Regions from separate parts of the Rattus norvegicus genome. Here region 1 is linked to region 2. The links are chromatin contacts, called in public Hi-C maps. All regions are on one chromosome and are shown on one strand. Each heading gives the region's core, a stretch centred on a gene start, on an enhancer-like site or on the middle of the called end of the contact. The rest is flanking DNA. Distances are from core to core; before and after follow the strand shown. Region 1 holds the start of Rnd3 (Rho family GTPase 3). Region 2 has its middle 330 kb from the start of Rnd3.

Evidence for each region. Hi-C and Micro-C count contacts between places; a contact is called where the count stands out from the background.
Region 1: a Hi-C map of psoas muscle shows a contact between it and region 2, with 3 times the contacts expected there. The contact joins the promoter of Rnd3 here to the enhancer-like site in region 2. A contact is called at or near these places in 3 of 12 Hi-C or Micro-C datasets (the A7r5 cell line, mammary epithelial cells and psoas muscle).

What each region holds. Positions count from the first base shown.
Region 1 is chr3:55,996,863-55,999,761 of GRCr8, forward strand. It overlaps Rnd3 (Rho family GTPase 3), which reads right to left and starts at 1,632. Exons shown (of 5, transcript NM_001007641.2): 1 at 1,298-1,632; 2 at 787-874. The coding sequence starts at 1,447.
Region 2 is chr3:55,670,968-55,673,974 of GRCr8, forward strand. No RefSeq gene overlaps it. Among named protein-coding and RNA genes, the nearest start is that of Rnd3, 330 kb to the right of the region's middle. Within about 2 kb of position 1,459, at least 13 of the 93 cell types and tissues checked have an H3K27ac peak or open chromatin away from gene starts, as enhancers often do.

The DNA.
Region 1 (2,899 bases), core at 382-2,881, 330 kb after region 2:
TTGGTGGGTGGGCGCATGGGAAGGCAACAACCCGGCCTTGAACCTTAGACCTCTGGACAGAACCCACCAAGGCGTCAATAATTCAAGTAGACAGGAAGGTCAAAGGCGAGGGGGTGCTGCCTGCGGCCCTGCAGGCGGGCGAGACAGAGGCAAAGGCAAAGGGGTAGGGAGTGGTATGTATGTTCGAAGAGCTGGCACAGAGTGATCCCCCGGCGCCCGCAGAAGCCGCTCTGCGCCGGTGACACTGAGGCTGCGGGGGCGGAGGCCCCGCGGTGGCCGCTGCCGGCACCACCAGCGCATTCCTGAGAGTAGGCGTCACGGGCGCTGGCTCCGGCCATTCACCCATCTCCCCCAGCCCGGAACCCGCATGCAACCCGAGGGTTTCGAGGATCTTCTCCCAGCTCAGCCTGCTCCCCTGCCCCGAGACCAGATGGCTGATAACACCCACGAGGGGCTTCCTGGGCGAGCCGGAGGGTTCCACGGTGCTCTGCATGCTCCAGCACTGAGCCACCCTGGCGGCTCGCTCCGGCACTGCCCCAAGGAAGGACAAAACAAGGCCATGCGGCCACCAGAGGCTCCTCCAGCAGGGTCACCCCGGACATATAGCGTCCTCCTGTCCCTAAGACCACAATCACCCCCATTGCCGCCCCTGCCCAGAAAGGATAACATTTTTCCGCGGCTTGGGGACTGGAAGTCCCTCAAGGAGCCACGATAGCAGACAGGGCATCGGATCCCGAGCCCAGGGGCGCACCGGTTCAGACTGCCACGCGGTGTGCTGAGTCTTACCTGAAGTGTCCCACAGGCTCAACTCTATTCTTTGTGTGTCGATTTCAAAACTGGCAGTGTAATTCTCAAACACCGTAGGGACGTAATTCTGGACGAACGAAAGGGACAGAAGAGGAAGGAAGGGTGGCAAAGAGATTATTAAAAATATGACCGGCATATCGAACACTTGAAAAACACCCAAGCCACCAATTAAAAAACCTCCACCAACAACCAACCGCACACTCCCTACACAGTAAACGCGCAGCCCCCTCCCGAGAGTCACCCAGGTCTCCCCACCCGGCCTCCCACACTGAAACCAGCAAGTTTCTGGGGCCAAGAGCCCAGGATGCTGGCGGGTTCCAGCCTAGAGGCTTCCAGGACACTTTCGCTTCCCAGCAGTGTGACGGTAGAGACAGGCTGGGCATGAGAAAGACTTTCAAGAAGAAAATCAGTGAAGCAAGAGAAACGACGCTGTCCCCAGACTGGGAACCCCATCAGCCACCCCCCTCAAAGAGGTACGGGTCACACTCACTTCGGGGAAGCAGTCCTTTGCGAAGACGTGGAGCAGCGCGGTTTTCCCACACTGGCTGTCGCCCACCACTACTATCTTGCATTTCACGTTCTGATTAGGATCCATGATAGATTTACTGGATAATTTCTGGCTGGCTCTTCTCTCCTTCATTGATGTTGCCTTATTTTCTCTTGGAACAGGAATTTTTCTCTTTAGAAGAAAAAAATATATATACTTCTCTCTATAAAAAGCGGATATAAAAATAAATCGCAAGGCCGGAGGGAACCCCTTAAGCGCAGCGGAGTTGGAGGAGGAGAGGCAGCGGCTCTTTACTCCTCTCCAACAAGTTTTCTGCCTGACTCCGTGAATCTCTTCCCAAGTCCAATTCCGATCGGTCTGCTTTGTTTCACGCTCTCTGCGCGGCTTTATACGCCCAGCCTTCCAATCCGCTCCGCTTTCTCAATGAGAGAAGGAAACTGATCCGCCTCCTCCCCTTTTATGGAGCCTGGGAGCCAGCGCGACCGCCTCGTTGGCGGAAAGTGTAAGCAGCGCGCCCTCTAGGGTGGCGTGCAGGATGGCTTCCAGACCTAGGTTCTGGCATAACCTGAAGGCGCCAGGCAGGATTTGCTGATGGATAGATTGTTCAGGACCGGGGTGACGGGGAGCGGGTATCTGTGCACATTGAATTTGCCCTGGAATTCCTTTCAAATTGCTTTCGAAGGGGCGCGTCTCCAGAAGCCTCGTCATTATTTGTGAACATTAAAAAAATATTTCCCAATCAAATTATAAAACAGAAGTAAATCTTGGATGGGAAAAGGCTAAACTAAGTTGTTGCACCAAACCCAAAACCTAATATTTTTAAAAAAATGTTGTGTCAGGTACATAGCTGGGTTATTTTAGACATCAGAACTGGTTTTCCTTGATCTTTGTAGAGGACTGGCTTTTGAAACTTGTCATTTTCAGCCACTTCAGAGGGGGCCGAAGGCTCTGGGGAATATGACAAGGTGAATGGGGGAGGGGGAGAGAAAAACCTTAGATGACAAAAACTATTGGAAACCCTGCCCCAACTGTCACTTTCACTGTGGGGACTCTGGAACCAGGGGTCTAAGCGTTCTTTGCTCCCTTGAGCTGTACCCTCCTTTGCCCAGGAATCAAGGCATTGGTCTTAAAAAGCACACATAACCATAGTTGAAAATTCAGGAACTCCCCTCCTCCACTCAGGTACTCCAGTCGTTCCGAGTCTCCCTTTCAGCAAGAGACAAACATAAAGACTGTTTGTTCTCTCGTTTTCTGAGAACAGTGTCTTTGTTGCCTGTCACCCCAATAGCCAGGAGGCTTCAGTTATTAAATTTATAGTGACGGTGTCTGGGAAGATAGTTCAGTCTGTGAAGGGCTTGGTCTGCAAGCACGACTTGATTTTCACCCCTAGCACCCATATAAGGAGGCATTCCTGACAGACTCAGAGGATCCCTAGGGCTTGCTAGGCAGCCAACCCAGTCAAACTGAGGAACTTAGGATTCAGTGAGAGACCATAACTCAAAATTAATGTAAAGAGAAATTGAGGGAGATACCTAGTGCCAACCTCTGTCTTCCACACATATACTAAACACACACACACACACA
Region 2 (3,007 bases), core at 209-2,708:
TGTTAACTGGGAGATCTAGGCCAAGCAGAGACGTTGTGATGTAAGTTTTTGTGAATCTGAATTTGTTCCAATTTAAGTTTCTTTTAAATAAGAAAAGATGTCAGGGCTATTTGATTTCAAACAACCAGATTCTTGATTTGCAAAAGGTTTTGCAGGCTGACGAGCAACACAGTGAGCAGGTGCTGGCTGTTCAGCTGGCCAGGTGCTACGCTGCCTTTACTTATTACTCATGTTCGCACTGTGGAAGCTGAATATGGTGCCTCTTCCCATTCAACGGCTGAGACAATTAGACAAAGCATATGACCTGCTATGCGCACTCCTACTGATAAATGCTACAAAACACTCACAAGTGGTACAGTTGGCTAAAAGACCAGCACATTTAAAACTAATGTAAAAGCCTGGCGCATTAAAACTAAATCAATGCTATGTTAAAGTGTAGCCTTGAACATTGAGAATCGAGAGTTTTTACTGCATAGAATATTCAATTATGAGGAAAATTCATTTTCTAAATTATTGTACTTTCATGTGTATTTGCTATAAAAATTAAAGTGCATTGTGCCTAGGGTTTCCATCAGATTTTTTCCCATCATACCCTTGGTTTCTAATAAAGAAACTCAAGCCACTGTGTATTATCTCCAGCAAATGATGCAGCCTGGTTCCCAGCCCCGGTCTGCTCTGTGCACAGAGGGAGCTCACTGCACACTATAGCTGCCCATAGGAGCTGTGGCTGGGCCACTCTGCTCCAGCAACATTGGCCAGAATCAATTGTTCCTGATGTTGAAATTTACATTTGAAAAAGCGTATTCCAAGGGTCATAGACAAAACTCTTAAAAGAAAATCGGCTCAGAGAAATGCCCCATTTCTTGTTGTGAAATTTGATATTTGGTTTAAATATGTTCATCCTGAACTGATCCTATTACTTGATGCGGTAATTAATTCGGTAATACTTTTATCTTTGCCTCAGCACTTTCAAACAGAGCTGGGGGTGGAGAGAGAGAGAGAGAGAGAGAGAGAGAGAGAGAGAGAGAGAGAGAGAGAGCGAGCGCAAATTAACAGGACAAAATAGATCCATCTGTGTTGACACCTTATGTGTTTCAGCCTCAGATTCCCCTTAACTCCCATCTTTTGTAAACCCCTGATTGTGGTCTGTGAATGCTTGCCAGATTTGCTCTAACTCCAAGACTCTTCAAACACAACCCTGCTGTTTGCCTCACTGGCTTACAGTAGCTGTTTACTCAATATGTAGATAAATAGAAAACCATTCTGCTTATTTCCAGCAAACACATTAGCAAAACAGAAGTTAATGAAGGACGCCAGCAAAGGAAGCCAGCGTGTTTAAGAAAATGCTTTTCCGCAGGAGGGGGAAGAAACGTCTGCCTGTGAGACTGGAGGGCTTATCACTAATGCAGAGTCTCCCTCCAGCCTGGGACTTTGTCTTCCTCCCTCCCACAAGCAGCTCTTTCAAGTCTGATGGTTTGCTCTGTAGTCTTCCCTGCTCAGGAAGGGAGTGCCGAGCCGAGCCGAGCCGAGCCTGCGGAGCCAAGCCGGAGAGTTCATTAGAGGTGTTTCACAGTCACTCAGATCCCAGGGTCTCTGTCTCATCTTCGCAGATCACGCTGCTCGTGGAGGGTCTTTCTTTATTTTGTTTCTTATCCGTGCAGTGCCAGAAGTCTACAAAAGCCCAGCCTCCTGCCTGTCTCCATTCAGACCAGTGAAATACTAGCACAATTCGAAATGTGCCCGTGGGCAGTCCCTGACTGCGTATCAGCTTATTGTATTTTAAAAATTCAACATCTTCTTGAGAATGTGGCATTGAAGATGAAAATCTTAATTCTGAGAGGCGCATGACAAAAAGGATGAATAAAATAAAGAGATGAGAGAGAGAGAGAGAGAGCAAGAAGAGAAATTGGAACAAAGAGAAAACAGACAATTGGCAAAAGGAGATGATCAGGATGGATAGTGTTGTCTGGAGAGCTGAGCAGTGGGAATCAAGTCTTACTTAAGGATTTAATTGATTTTTGTGCACTTGTTTCTTTTTAGAAACCTTTCCTCAAAGCCAATCAGCATTGCTCCTGTGTCAGTCTCATTTCAGTCTCAAGAAACAAAGCAGAGGCAAGGGTTGTGAGAGCTTTGTAAATCAGGAGTCAGGACACATTTTCCAACAAGCGATGCCTTCTCTCTCCCCCTTTCTGAATGTGGACCCTTGATTGGAGCACCTTCTTCTAATCAGATGGTCCACTTTGAACCCACGGCTTTCTGCTTCGTAAACCAGTGGCCATTGATGATTTTTATCACTGATTTTTTTTCCCCCTGTGGTTGAAGATGGTCATTTGCAGTGTTCACAGGAGCCGCCTGCTCAAAGAGAACATGGTTAATACAATTTAATGAGAACTGTACATTTTTATGGATCCAGAGAGAAATCCATCTCATTTTCCGCTGATGAAATGAAACTTCCAACAGTCCCTAGGACATGGGGATGAAAAACAGACCAAACTGTCTTAGTCGGAAACTTCTAAGTTCACACGTCTGCCCGGATGGAACTTTTGGTTCACTGAATTTTTATTACATCCAATTCTCACAAAGTCCCAGACAAATTTCAGGGAAGTGATATAGAGGCGGGCTATAGATGTTCTTTCTCATGAGAATGTGTAAATTCTGCATAGGCTGTTGCTACTTTTCTGGAGTGCTTTGCCATTTGTACATCTGGGCGTACAGTTACTGCAAGAATTTATGTGAGGCTGACAACCCTGCGGCCTCATGTCTTCCCCTAATATTTTAAAATCCAAAGAGCATTTATTAAACAGCAGCAGCATCATAACTGCAGCTAATGTTTTCCCCCCACACCACTAACGCAATACTAGAAGTTTTAGGTTGTCCTAGAACCTTTGATAGCATCAAATGAACATGTCTTCTCTCCGCAGCTACCAGAATATAGCTGTGACTCCAGGGACCCCATCAAGCTCCTGGGGATGATTTCCTTAGAGTGTGTAGTGTAGCTATGCCAATG